3 separate regions of the Mus musculus genome follow, and all the other regions are linked to region 3. A link is a contact called in public Hi-C data. All regions are on one chromosome and are shown on one strand. Each heading gives the region's core, a stretch centred on a gene start, on an enhancer-like site or on the middle of the called end of the contact. The rest is flanking DNA. Distances are from core to core; before and after follow the strand shown. Region 1 has its middle 37 kb from the start of Gm36597. Region 2 has its middle 7.6 kb from the start of Gm36597. Region 3 has its middle 22 kb from the start of Nxt1.

Evidence for each region. Hi-C and Micro-C count contacts between places; a contact is called where the count stands out from the background.
Region 1: a Hi-C map of cortical neurons shows a contact between it and region 3, with 4 times the contacts expected there. The contact joins two enhancer-like sites. A contact is called at or near these places in 5 of 484 Hi-C or Micro-C datasets (cerebral cortex, cortical neurons and embryonic fibroblasts).
Region 2: a contact with region 3 is called in a Hi-C map of cortical neurons. The contact joins two enhancer-like sites. A contact is called at or near these places in 9 of 39 promoter capture datasets (the 3T3-L1 cell line, 3T3-L1-derived adipocytes, the C10 cell line and 6 more) and 2 of 484 Hi-C or Micro-C datasets (bone marrow-derived macrophages and cortical neurons).

What each region holds. Positions count from the first base shown.
Region 1 is chr2:148,204,729-148,209,816 of GRCm38.p6, forward strand. No RefSeq gene overlaps it. Among named protein-coding and RNA genes, the nearest start is that of Gm36597, 37 kb to the left of the region's middle. Within about 2 kb of position 2,148, at least 38 of the 459 cell types and tissues checked have an H3K27ac peak or open chromatin away from gene starts, as enhancers often do. A contact at or near this core is called in cortical neurons, where this site is marked.
Region 2 is chr2:148,160,674-148,165,246 of GRCm38.p6, forward strand. No RefSeq gene overlaps it. Among named protein-coding and RNA genes, the nearest start is that of Gm36597, 7.6 kb to the right of the region's middle. Within about 2 kb of position 1,573, at least 9 of the 459 cell types and tissues checked have an H3K27ac peak or open chromatin away from gene starts, as enhancers often do. A contact at or near this core is called in cortical neurons, where this site is marked.
Region 3 is chr2:148,648,088-148,653,131 of GRCm38.p6, forward strand. No RefSeq gene overlaps it. Among named protein-coding and RNA genes, the nearest start is that of Nxt1, 22 kb to the right of the region's middle. Within about 2 kb of position 3,069, at least 17 of the 459 cell types and tissues checked have an H3K27ac peak or open chromatin away from gene starts, as enhancers often do. A contact at or near this core is called in cortical neurons, where this site is marked.

The DNA.
Region 1 (5,088 bases), core at 898-3,397, 440 kb before region 3:
TCTGTCCAAGTTCTGAACCACTCATTCATCCATGGACATCCCTGTCTCTATGTCAGGGCACTGAGATGCAAATAATAACAAAGGTAGTTGATGATCATGCAACTAGAACAAAAGGATAGATAATGCCCAGAGACATGAAATATGTAACAGCAATTTGCAGAAAGCATGTCAGGTTGATTGCCATGCATTCACAAAGAAAAATGTCTTTTCTCCCCTGATAATTCAATAAAAAAAGAAATTGGTCTTCATAGGAGCCCAGTACAGCAAAGATTTCTTTGAGCATGCACAATCCTAGAAATGGAATAAACACTGTCAAGAGTTGAGATGATAAGTTCTGAGACTGTGGCATTGACATCACTGTCCCAGGTTTAGCAGACTTCGTTCTAATGGCCATCCTGCCCTGTCCATCAGTGTGGCCAGCTCATCCACTCTCTTAGCTTCTGCTCTATGGTTTCCAGGCACTTTTATACTTTTGTTTCTTCTACACATGGAAATCGTGACTTTAAATGGCACCATATCCAACAGAGAAACAGAGACTGGTAGAGAATACTCCTTTCTAATTTTGTCTCTTTTCTACCCGAGACACTTGATGATCACTTTCTTTCATCCTGTGACATACAACTACTTGTCTTTATTTCTGATGTACTGTCTTCTCCTCTGAGAGGTTGCCTGGGGATACCCAAGCAAACTGCTTATGTATTTGAGTCACTGTCAGCTTCGGGGTAGGGAGGCTCAATCTTATAAGACCACCTCTTATTACCATAAAACTGAGTTATGTTTTGACTGCACAAACATGTATATTCCCTGAGGGTGGACAGGTGTGATTTGTGTATCTCATCCATACTTAGTCAATAGTACCATATGGTAGACCCTTCAAGTATTCTGTGAACTTATCAAACATATGTGGTATTAGCATCACATGGTCCTCTGTATCTGCAGGATTCTTGTTCATGTACTCAGACAGCTGCAAAGGGAAAAGTTTTACAGTGCTGGGTGAGTTGAAAATATAAGCATTGTCTTCTTATTGTTCCTTACCCAATTTAGTAGAACAAGTATTTACAAAAAGTTATCACAAGGAAGTGTTTGAAATGATATGTGTGGGATCCAAGTGGAGACAGAGTTGGGTGGGGAGGAGGTGTGGGATGTGGAGCAGTCGGAGGGAGGATGGGGAGGGGTAGGGGTGTAATATAGAGTGCAAAAAATGAATTACAAATAAAATAAAATTTAAAAAAATATGACCATTTTCTGCAAAGGTCAATTTGGTATTCAGAGGTTCCTAGAACCACTTCTTTATAGATTCGGAAGGACATATATTCCCATTTTTAAGTTAAGACACCAGAGTTGAAGGGCAGGGTTGCGGAAGTCAGCAGAGTCAAGCCTGCCAGGTGGATTTGCTAGAAGTTAGCTCGTTGGCTTGAAGGCATGGTGCTCAATTCCAGCCCTGTTTAACCTAGCCTGTATTGCAGCTGGGTCAGTGTGTCTAGAGTAAGGAAGGCTGTTCTGCAGTAGGATTGTTAAACCGTCAAAGGGTAGCCATCTATGCTATTTACTCTTTGCTCCTTTTCTCTTTCATGGGCTGCCGGGGAACCCAAATCCAAAAATATGCTCACTTGTAGAACACTTGACTTTATTCTATGTAGTTTTTTTTCTCTCGGCTACTTTTTAAAATTAATGGGATATACTTCTTTATGTCCCATTTATTTTAAAAAGTTTACTTTCATTAATCATGTTTCCCTACATGCATTGCAAAATGCTTCTTGTGGACTCTCAAAGAGAATCCAAGGAAGAAGGAAGTGGAGTCATGCCACAGAGCTGAGTAGTAATATTTGGTGGTAGTCATTGTCTCACTTGAGCTCTGGCTTCTGTTTGGGTCTAGGAGTCCCTCTTCTGTATTTGGAAATTCAGTTTCATTTGGGTAATTAGAGACTAAGAACACAGGATGCCTTTCACATGCAGCTGCCTAAGCCAGTGTTAGCAGATCGCAGAAACTTCAGGGTGGCCTGCACTTTTCCTCTCCTTTGCATGTCTAATGGCTCCCAGCTGTGGTCTCCCACTGCCCAGCCTCTGGGAAACCACACACTGATAGGACCTGGGCTTTGAATCTTGCAGCACTTGCCACTTGATTTTTAAGTGAAGAATGCTCAAAATAACTGCTCTTGCAAAGGAGAGGCACTTAGGGACACTTCCACACACAGAGCACTGCCAATGACTCATAATCAGGATATAAAAAGAAAAAAAACCCTGCCTGCCTGCTAAGGATTAATTCTTTTCTTATCCTTTGATTTTTATTCCCTCAAAGACAATTTTAGTCACAGTGACAATTTCACTTGTAATGTTTCATGGACATGTTCTAAGATTCTCTTCTCTCTTCTAGAAAGGCATATTTTGTATTCTCATTATCTAAAGACCCCTGCCTACAAAGTCTGACACTTCAGAAGGTTTTGAACTGCCCTATATCTATTTATATCTGTATATATCTATATCTATATCTATATCTATATCTATATCTATATCTATATCTATATCTATATCTATATCTATATCTATATCTATATCTATATCTATATCATCTATATTCTGTTCTTTCTTATTGGCTTGTGCTGGAAACCTCATGGGGCTCACTTGATTTTATATTGATAAAGTAGATATGGTCCCAAGCTACTTCAAATGTGAATGAGAAGTAGGCTGTAAATAAAGAGTGGCATTTGGGTTAATTCTAGGGGGTGTGGTCAACCCATTTCTGCCAGGGGAAGGAAGATATCCAATTTTAAAGGAAATCATGGAGACTCCTGTGAAGAAAATGGAATGACAGACAGTGCAAGAGGAAATAAGAGAGTCATCTTGGACATCAAAGCCTAAAAGAAAGGACCATCGCTAGCATGGATGGCAGCTATAAGATAAGAGACAGATTTGGCTCCAGGACAATGGCATCCTCAACAAGGCCTACTAATATGAAGATAAGTCTGCCTTAAGCAGCCACCCAATGCCCAAACCCCATGGATGTGGGCAGCAAGCTGTGGCAGTCTCACTCCATACAGATAGGCACAGGAAGAGGGGCAGAGAAGAAAAGAAAGAAGGAGGAGAAGAGGGAAAGAGAAGGAAAGAAGGTAGGAGGAGGCAGTGGTGGCAAGGAGGAAAATCCCAGGTAGAAAGGAGTGAAGCAATGAGCAGCTGGAGACCAGCTCACCTAAAAGCTGCTTTCAAGTCAAATAATGTATGTAAGACCTTGAGGTCTTACTCACAAGTTGTGTATAGGTAACTTCAAGTTCAGGATTGTGATGAAACAAACTTCATTACAATCCAGTAATTCACACACCACTAAAATGACTGATAGCAATACTAGAATCAGCTGTGATTTCATTGTGGTTTGCTTCTGGCTCTGTTGGAAGGTGGTGGAACCTTTCTGAGGTGGGGCCCACTGGGAGGTTTTATATCATTGGACATGTTTGAATACGAAATGTCCTCCACCTCAGGCTTATGTGTTAAATGCTTGTGTACTAACAGAAGGCAATATTTGGAGAGGCTGTCGAATCTTTTTGAGTTAGGGCTTAGCTTGAGAAAGTAGGTCACAGGGGCGGGGAGCATGCTTGCAGACTTCGTGTCTCTGCGTACTTCCTGTTCTGCTCTCTGTTTCCTGATCTGCTGTGGGTCATCAGTCACCCATGAACTAACCTGTTCAGCTGTTTCTTCCTGCCACGATGGACTAAAGCCATCTGTAACCATGAGCCTAAGCAAATTCTTCCCTGAGGAAGTTGTTTCTTTCTAGTATTTACAGTCACATAAATGTGACTCCTGCCTTCTTTTACTTTCCTGAAACATACATAGAGTAAAGAAGGAAGATCCTCAAGTCTCGTCAATGTCACCCAGCAAAGAATAGGGTTTGCAGTGAAAGTGGATCTAAAATAACAAAATGCTCCAAGCAGAATCCTATATTGGTTCGACACCATGAAAAACCAGAAATAAGAGCCAGACTTCTCACAATCCTAGACTTAAAAGGAAAGATAACTGCCTTAAAAGGAAAGAAGACCTGCATCTGCAACCCCTACAGATCAGAGTCACGCACTCATTTCTTCTGCCCATTTCTCAGATCAGAAAAGCAAGATCCTGAGAGGCTCTGTGACTATGTTTCTCCTGACCCAGACCTTTATGTGTGGATAGACTCAGAAACCCAAGGAAATCTGCAGGCTGAAGAGAAAGGCTGCCACATTCTGGGTTGTCCTCCCTCGTATAAAGTGGCAGTCTTGTAGAATTTTACTAAGTCTGGTGGTTTCAAGGATTTGTTTGGGAGTTTTTCAGGTACAAATAATTCAGATGGCCCATGAGGCTCATCAGCACCATATATTGAGTCTCAGTGAGTCAGTCACAGGGGAAGACAATTGATTCTCAATGGGGAGTGAGCCAGCTTCAGGTATCCCACAAACTGGCCTCTGTGATATCACAGAATGACTGTCAGGTTCTTAGTTTTAATCAGAGAGGAACGAACTCAGTGGGTCCTTTCAAATTTCTGTTTCTACTCAGTGTATGAGTGTTTGGCTGCATGTATGTGGCTCCATGAGGTGTATGCCAGGTTCCCATGGAGGGAATTAGATCCCTTGGAACTGGAATTAAAGATGGATATAAGCCATGATATAAGTCCTGGAAACTGAACCCGAGTCTTCTGTAAGAGCAGCAAATCCTCTTAACCACTGAGCCATCTCTCCAGTTCCCATACCACCTCGCATCTATTGAAGTAGAACCTCAGTGTCCACTCAAAAGTTAGAGGCCTCACCAGGAGGTCCTATGCCTGTAATTCAACTTGTTGCTGTGGGAAGTGTATTACATAGAGTTTACTTGCTTGGGGCCTGCAATCTCGTATTGTCAGGAGCAGACCCTCTACTACCCCAAACAACTCACTACATTTGATATGCTTCTAATAGTTTGGCCAATTAACTTAATTTTAAAGCTTCTAAAATTGTTTCCACCATCTTGTGTCATAATGTAGTAGGGAAAGGCCTCTAGGGCCCAAGGGATAGCCAGGAGGTGGCCTCTACTAATCCCTTCTCTCTATATCTTCTCTCTATCTATACTCAGTGGCCTGAGTATTATCTA
Region 2 (4,573 bases), core at 323-2,822, 490 kb before region 3:
TATGTACTCATAGGATGAAGGCTTTTAGGATGTACTTTTCCAGTAATGTCTCTGGTGCCCTGTTCTCTACCTCTCTTTTATACACCTGCAGTAGCTTCTGCTTTCAATTCCCAGGTAGCATATCAGCATGATATCATCCATGAGCAAGAGCAGATGCTCTGACAATCTCACAATGTGGTAGAGGCTTTTTTTTTGCTAAGCATTTAGGACAGCTGTCTTAGTGTGAGTCCTGTGGCTATAGGTTCTGATACAAGGATTTAGGTGTGAAGTGCATTTGGAGGACTAGCCAGGAAGTTCTAGGAAGTTAATGCAGAAGTGAGGCAAGATGATCAGGTAGTCACAGGGAAGGTAAGGATGCTATCTATCTCTGGTGTGTGTGTGTGTGTGTGTATGTGTGTGTGTGTGTGTGTGTGTGTGTGTGTGTGTGCGCGCGCGCGCGCGCGCGTGTGTACGCATTTAAATCTCTAGAATGTCACGCACCAGGCTGCTGTGAAGTGAATCTGGAAGGCATGCAGAGCTGTGGGAGGGCTTCTAAGCATGAATGCTGCAATTGGGGAATTGTAAAAGAGAGCAGCTCAGACATACTCTACTTCAGGCTTATGAAAGGGACAGAAATACAGTCTTCCGCCTGTATTTCTGAGGGGCTGGCTTCAGGACCTCATCAGATACCCAAATCTTTGGGCCAGAATTTAAATTCCCAGTCTATGGGAGTTATCTCATTCAAATAACACACTGGGGAATCTGTGAAGTGATGGCGATCACTGCAGGATGTTGTTTAATGTCACTCTATCCATTTAGCATGTGAGGAACTTCAAAGTCAAGGTTTGCTTTTGAAATTTTTTTAAATGAATGTTTTGATCCACAGCTGTTTGATCCAGGAATCCCTGAATGTGACAGGCAGGCTAAGGCAAGAGAAAGCAATGGGTGTCAGAGTAGAAGTCTCATGTTCAGAAGATCACAAAAAGGAAGTGCTGGGGTTTCTGAGTTAAGAGCAGGAATCCAACCAAATGCATGATTGCCTACAGGAAAACAATGAATGCATCATAGGCAGTGGATAAGTCACTGGCAGGTGTTGAGAGCCATTCCTCCTGTCTCTAAGATCAGATTCTCCAGGAGATCTGGAGCCCTTGGGTAACTTAGATAAACAGAAGTCTGCATGCTAACAGGTTTTAGCTGCATTTGCTAATGTTACAGGGTCTTCAACTTCCACTAGCTTCCAGTTAAGCACTCTAAATGCCACTGGCATTGTCACAAAGAAGTCATTATCCCGACCCTGGGAACCTTCCCCTCAAAGAAGAGGGGCCTCAAGTCTAATTAGAAAGTATTTGACTACAGCACAATAGTCATACCACTATTGCACCAAAGGCAAGTTAGTGATGGAGGATGCAGGCTCCAGCCTTGGGTAATAACAGTGATTTCTTTTCTTCCTCAGGAGTCTGCCTGCATAGCACCTTCTGGTGCTACAAAAGCTAGCCAGCAGGGAAGAACTTTCTGAGCCGTTAGAAACTGATTTCTCTATGTGCTGGTAGTCTAATTTCCAGCTTGAGAAATTATGCAGAACATCTTCCAAGTCTTCTTGGAGCCACCAAACAAATTTAGTTCAGTCTTGGAGTGAGTGCCAAGACAGGAAACCTAAGAAGAGAATAATTCCACCCACTGACAAATCTTAGGGGTTATGGGCTAAGATGTTGGAGCTCGGGAACTGGGGCAACCCGGGTCACCAAAGCCAGCAGGTTCTAGCTGTGGCTGGAGCTGCTGTGGTGAACTCTGGCTGCTTCAGAATTCCTCCTCCCTTGGCTTCTGTCCTCTCTGTCAGAATGGACAGAGAAGGCCAAGTGAGAAGCAGAGAGCAGCCCTGTCTACATGGCTGAGAGATGCTAAGCTCACTGACCACAAGTCAACCAGCACCTTATGTAGAAGGTACCATGGGATGACTCTAGCATTGTCTTCCAATCTAGCTTTCTGCTGAAGGGCATAATGCCCTTGCTTGCACAAAGACCTCTGGATAGCACAGTTTCTTTGGTTAGTTAAGTCTCATTGGTTGCCGTATGAATTAAACTGATGTAATGAAATTCATGATTTGCATGAGCCCAGATGCCTGCACCATGTGAGTTGATTATAATACACAAACAGAAAAAAAGGAAATCCATCAAATGTAGAAGCAGTTGTTACCACAGGCTGAGGGTGAGCCAGATCCTTCTGTTCAGTGGAGTGAGAGAACTTATTGATTTCTGGGCTCAGTTGGACATGCTGATCCAAATACTCAATTAATTGACTCTGAGTATTAAAATAATGAGGACTGAGAGAAGGAGGAGGGTGATTTTCATAAAACACAGAATTGTCCCAACTCTCCTTAGTGGGTGAGAATGGGGAAAGGGTTTTTAGTCATTTTTTTTCTTTAGTAGTCCATTAAAAAAATAAATCATGCATAAGGATCACACTGATTTTTAACGTGATACTGGATTTATTATTTCGATCGAAGCTCCTAACATCTGTTTTGTGACACTCAGGGTATAGCCATGGCAGATTGTGTTCTTAAACTCACACAGTTAAGAGGAGTTGGGTCACACACTAGGATCTGGATGTCCTGGAGTTAGGTCCTTCTCCTGCTTGTCTTTGTACTCTCAAGTCCTGGAATGGAAACTCAGGACACTCCAAAGGGAGATAGCAAGGCAGACTTGGCATGCCTCAAGGAAAGGTGGTACATCATGATGCAGGACAAAGTTAAGAGTGACCTTGAAGAGACTAGTCTGCACAAGTGAGAGTCAGACTACAGAAATGACACAGCTTCTGGGACAGACTCCATTTCTGATTCCAGACATCCGGGCACCTTCCCCGCCAGAGGAGAGGGGTCCACTTGGAAGGGCTCTGACCACCAGAGCAGGTGAGAAAGCCATGTTTTGTCCCATGTCCCTCAAAGACCAGTCTGTGCAGGTGAGCGTGCACACTGCAGAGGCAACACATCTTCTAGGACAGGCTCTGTTTCGGGCCTTCATCTTCAGCCAGGAGGCAGGTCTGAATGCCAGATATCTGTGCACCTTCCCTACAAGAGGAGAGCTTGCCTGCAGAGAGCACTCTGACCACTGAGATTCAGGAGAGAGCTAGACTCCCAGATCAGCTGACAGAGGCTAACAGAATCACAGGAGGAATAAGCTCCAACCAGAGACAACTATAAAAACTAACTCTAGAGATTACCAGATGGGAAAAGGCAAATGTAAGAATCTTACTAACAGAAACCAAGACTACTCACCATCATCAGAACCCAGCACTCCCACCTCAGCCAGTCCTGGATACCCTGACTCACCCGAAAAGCAAGACTCAGATTTAAAATTATATCTCATGATGCTGGTAGAGGACATCAAGAAGGGCTTTAATAACTCACTTAAAGAAATACAGAAGAACACTGCTAAAGAGGTAGAAGTCCTTAAAGAAATACAGGAAAACACAACCAAACAGGTGATAAAATTGAACAAAACCATACAAGACCTAAAAAGGGAAGTAGAAACAATAAATAAAACAATGAGACAATGCTGGAGATAGAAACCCTAGGAAAGAAATCTGGAACCATAGATTTGAGCATCAGCAACAGAATACAAGAGATGGAAGAGAGAATCTCAGGTACAGAAGATTCCATAGAGAACATGGGCACATACAAGAAGTCTACAGAACTCCAAATAGACTTGACCTGAAAAGAAATTCCTCCCAACACATGATAATCAGAACAACAAATGCACTAAATAAAGATAGAATATTAAAAGCAGTAAGGGGAAAAGGTCAAGTAACATATAAAGGCAGGCCTATTAGAATTATACCAGACTTCTCACCAGAGACTATGACAGCCAGAAGATCCTGGACAGATGTCATGCAGACACTAAGAGAACACAAATGCCAGCCCAGGCTACTATACCCAGCAAAACTCTCAATTACCATAGATGGAGAAACCAAAGTATTCCACGATAAAACCAAATTCACACAATATCTTTCTATGAATCATCTCTTCAAAGGATAATAAAGGGAAAATACCAACACAAGGACGGACTCTACACCCTAGAAAAAGCAAGAAAGTAATCCTTCAACAAACCTAAAAGAAGATAGCTGCAGAACAGAATCCCAACTTTAACAACAAATGTAACAGGAAGCAACAATTACTTTTATTTAATTTCTCTTAACATCAATGGACTCGATTCCCCAATAAAAAGACATAGACTAATAGACTGGCTACACAAACAGGACCGAGCATTTTGTTGCTTACAGGAAACCCACCTCAGGGAAAAGGACAGATACTACCTCAGAGTGAAAGACTGGAAAACAATTTTCCAAGAAAATGGTCCGAATAGATAAGCTGGAGTAGCCATTCTAATATAGAATAAAATTGACTTCAAACTTAAAGTTATCAAAAAAGACAAGGAGGGGCACTTAATACTCATCAAAGGTAAAATCTACAAAGATGAACTCTCAATTCGATTTTGTTAATTAGGATGTTGTCCCTGTGCCCTCTAGTGAGTCTGGCTAAGGGTTAATCTATCTTGTTGATTTTCTCAAAGAACCAGCTCCTGGTTTGGTTGATTCTTTG
Region 3 (5,044 bases), core at 1,819-4,318:
AACCAGATTGAGGGTGGGACTAAAGTGCCAAAGTACCATAAATCAGTAGTTAAAAGAATTTGCTTCTCTTTCAAAGTCCTGGAGGGGTTGGGTCCCAGAACCCATTATTGTGCTGCTCACAACTGCCTGTAATCCCAATTCCAGGCTATCTTACACCCTCTTCTAGCACAGCAGGCACCCATATATAGATGTGCAAACATACCCACGCACACACACACAGAGACCACTTGCTACTAATATTCTAGAGAACTGGGAGCTGGTGAGATGGCTCAGTGGTTAAGAGTGCCGACTGCTCTTCCGAAGGTCCTGAGTTCAAATCCCAGCAACCACATGGTGGCTCACAACCATCCGTAACGAAATCTGATGCCCTCTTCTGGAGTGTCTGAAGACAACTACAGTGTACTTACATATAATAAATAAATAAATAAATAAATCTTTAAAAAAATATATTCTAGAGAACCAGAGTTTGGTTCACAGCACTAACAAGTCAATTTAAACTCTCCAGAACTCTAATGACAATGTAACTGGTGGTTATAGGCACCAAGTATGCATACAGTGTATTTACATACATACAAGTAAAGCAATAATACACAGGAAAATAAAAATAGATAAATTCTTAAAAAAAAAAAGAAAGAAAAGCAAATAAGAAAAAGGTAAGAGCAAATAGGAAAATTTAGAAAGGCTAAGCTGACTTTTTTAGAACCAGAGCCAGAAATGTGATATGGGTATCCAGGAGTAGAGGGATGGTTCTGGACAATATTAAGGAGACAGAACAAGGCAGAGGGAGGAAAGAGCAATGAGAAGTGTCTTGTCTCAATGGTGTCAAGTCTCAGTGTAAGTGACAGGAGAATGGGGACAAATACTGTAACACAGAGTGAATCCCACTTTGATTTGGAGATGTTAAGTTGGTAGTGTTGGTTCTGAACAGTCAACACATAGTCAGCACACTAGGTTGATGAAGTGTACAGTAAAGGTGATTGGAGCAGAGCATCTACACAACCCACACAGTCCCTTTAAACAAACAGACTCTTAAGAATCACAGATAGACCTGGCTTCAAGCCAAAATGCTTATGCTTTCTTCTGCACACAAACTTATTTGTGTTTGCCAAGAAGGTGTCATTGGCATGAGAAGACTTGACCTCTGGAAAGACATAGGTTCTCCAAGAACTGGGAGGTTTAGTTGCATGAGGGTTTTCTTTGGTAGTTTTTCTTAAACAAGTTTTATTGGAAAATTCTGTAAGGGACCCAAAGCAAGGGTTCAGGAAGGCTAGAAGAATGATGTGACTGATGACAAGCTGGGAAGACAAAGACATGGTTAACAGATACACCCAACCTCAGCTTCTCTTCTGTTTTCCAGAGACCAGAAGAACCAGCTCGTCTCTTCCTTCCAAGAGCTTCATCAATAATCTTTGTACCACTTCTCACTATAAATCTCAAAAATGCAAGGCTTAATCTCTTCATCTCCCCATAGAAACTTTCAGACCTTAAATCTCATCTTGAGTAATTTGAGTATTTGTTGCACACACTTTTGTTTGGAAAAAAAAAACTCTCCTTGAAGAATTTAGTTGTGTGTGTGTCTGTGTGTCTGTGTGTGTGTGTGTGTGTTCACCCACACATGGGTGTAAGCTTGGAGTGAGAATTTTAATATGAATTCAGGTATCCCACAGATACCAAAAAAGGGTCACAGATCCTCTGGAGACACAGAGGGTCTTGTGAGCTGGTTGATATGACTGCTAGAAACCAAATAAAGGTCCTCTACAAAAGCAGTATGCACTCTTACCTGCTGAGCCACCTCTTGGGTCCCAGAAAAAAATAAAAGAATTACTTAAGGGACCATTTCCTTTTCTCTCTTTTTATTAATGCTTTTTCTTTTCTTCTTTTAAATTTTCAAACACTAGACCTATAAAGAAAGAATCATTTCTTCCATGGAATCAATAACATCTCTCTTAACCACCCATCCACACCTGTCCAGCCACATCCTTTCTTGCTTTGGACCCAACTCAATTAAGTGTGCAATTTAAAGGCATGAGAAATTATTTCTGGTGACTAGAGAGTAGGTATGTGATACAAAGGGCTCTGAACCTTATCCCTGGTGAATCAACTCTAGGGCACAAGGAAGATAGCATGCCCTGGAATCTGCTTCTGCTGAAGTTAAAAAAAAAAAAAAAAAAAAAAAAAAAAAAAGATACTCCACAGATAGGCTGTCTCAGGAACCCCACCTCCACGCCACCCCTACTCCTTACCTGCACTGACACTTGCAAGCAAGGTCCTTCTCAAATATGACCAGTGTTTGGTTATTGAAGAGAACAGCATCAATCCTATGATCATCTATACTAATCTTTGAGGACTTTTATTAAAGTTAATTACTATTTACTATGGTAAAACATCATTCCTTGAATAAATGCGGTTTATAACTCTGGGTCTTTACTTTGTATTTTTGTTATTATTATTATTATTTTTCAAAGCCTTCTACTATCAATCATAGCTATGGAGCTATAATGAATGAAAGACAACCAACAGATGAATAAAGACAAATAAATAATTCAGAACCCAGATGTCATTTGCCTTTGCCTCTCTCCTCTCTCCAGAGCCAGCTGGGTCCCGTTTCTCTCATTTTCATTCCTTTACTAAATAAGCTTTTTCAGCCTGTTCCGGAGAGGTAAATAAAAATGAATAATTCAGTCTCCCATCTCATTTGTCCTCCCCCTCAGGGAACCAGAGTCCTCTTTTGTTTTCTGTCAATCTCTGGTTAAATAACATTAGCACTAGTCCTGCATTCTTTTTCCAGTCTCTGCCTAGGAGATGGCTTGCTATGCCCACCAACCATTCCTGGGAGGGGAGTACGTGTTGGGGGGGGGGGGGGGAAGGGTGTCTCAGATGTGACCAGATTGCCTTTGCATACAAGCTTTCTTTCTTGTTTAATGAGAATTCAGGTTGATGATTGTATATTGAGATGTTTCAGGACAGGGTTCTTAATACTTACCAAGGGCTATGGAACTCCCTAGAGTGACTAAAAAGTCTCTTGCCATCCTGGAAAACTTGGGTGGCCCCACTAGGTTCTTCCTGACTGTCAGGCCTGAGTCTGACCACTTAGTTGCTATAGTGACCAGCTCAGTGTCTCATCCCTTCTCTCAAGACTGCAGGCCTCCATTCTTAGTGTGTTGGGAATCTGAACAGGAAAATATGCTAATGACTCCCTTTTCTGGATCTATGACTAAATTCTCCATCATTGATCTTTCAGAATCAGAATATCTCTGATTCCCTATGAAGATGTGTCTCCATGAGTCAACCATATGATTTTATTTCTAGGTATTTCAATCATTTAAGTGTCCCTGGTGACTGCATAAGCTGATTCATTACATCTCTGCAAGCTCCCTGCACTCAATTTAGTACTGAAAATAGCACTGCCTTTTCATGTTACGTGCTGTTTCCACTTTCCCCTCCTACTGGAAGTACAATAAATTCTAATATTCAACAGATAGATGACCCTATGGAGAAATACAGCTAACATTTTAGTAGCTATAAAACCAAGTAACCCTCAGGAAAGCATATAATATGGTATGATCGGCATGGCTACTCTTTATGATGAGATGCCTCTAGGCCAGATTGTTATGGTCTGGGTATGAAATATTCCCTGATGACCCATGCGTGAAAGGCCTAGCCACCTGTATTAGCTACTTTTCTGTTGCTGTGATAAAATACTGACCAAAAACTACTTATAAAAGAAAGAGTTGATTTTAGCTTATATATTTTAGCTTAGATTGTAGCATTGTAGACTCTATAGGGAGTCTACAATGGTAGGGGAGGCATCACAGTAGGTGGCTGGAAAGGAAGCTGAGACACATCTTCAACAGCAAAGCAGAAAGTGGTTATAGGTTAGAGGTATAAACTCTCAAAGCCCATTCCCAATGGCATACTTCCTCCAGAAAGCTGTACCTCTTAAAGGTTCTACAACCTCCCAGACAGTGCTACACACTGGGGACCAAGTATTCAAATACTTGGTTAATAACTATGGGGAACAGTTCTCATTCAAACCACATTGTCTCATTCAGACTTTCTACAATAATTCCTGCTTCTCAGTATAGTTCTGTGCATGTTTTATTCTACTTTCTGGGGAGTCTTTGAGAAAATGTCCAAGCTTTTTATCTTTATGGGACATAGCATGGCTTGGGCTCTGACTTGATTGTGTATTAATCCCTTGATGGATTCATAATATAAAAGCATCATTGGGGTATGTTGTAAGGTAAGGGATGGGGCTTAACTGGAGTAAAGGGGTCACTAGGGATGTATCTTTTCAGCCCCTTCTCTTTACTTCCTGGTCATCATGGGTAACCTAATTTGTTCCCCCACATATTCCCACAGCCTCACCTCAGGACCAAGGCAAGGGTGGCATCCAACCATGGCTATGCCCCAACATGCTGCATGACATATAAGAAGAACAAAGTGGAGTTATGTGAACAACTGCTTACAAGCTAGCTCTAGTCACTGTTGTAGGCAGAAGCCACGTTGTTAGCCTTCATACTGCAAATGCAGATGGGCCTGACTGTAATTCTTAGACTTTACTTTGATGACCTCTAACAACTTAGACCAGAATTCTGCAGACAAAATATATTTGTAATTCTTTCTCACTTAAACGCACCTGGCTTCATGGGGTTGGGGCAGAGGAGTTATCAACACCTAGCCATGTGACTCTATCCACTTGCTGGGAACTTTTCTTTTTCTTTCTTTCCTTTTTTTTTTTTTTTTGTTTGTTTGTTTTTATTTCCAAAGATTTATTCATTTTATTTCATTTTTTATTTCTTTACTGGAAACTTTTCTAAGAAGAGGCTACCTTTAATTCTATGAAGTGTTAAAGCCAGTGTTGTAGCTATAGTGTAACTATCAAGGAGCAAAGGAAGGTTCTGGAAAAAAGCTTGTTGTCCCTGGTCTTTTTTTCCCTTCTAATCCAAATCCCCCAATGCTGTAGTTTGGATAGGTAAAGCTTGTTAATCCTCATGGTCATCTTGACTGGATCAGAATGAATTAGAGGCTACTCCTCTGGGTG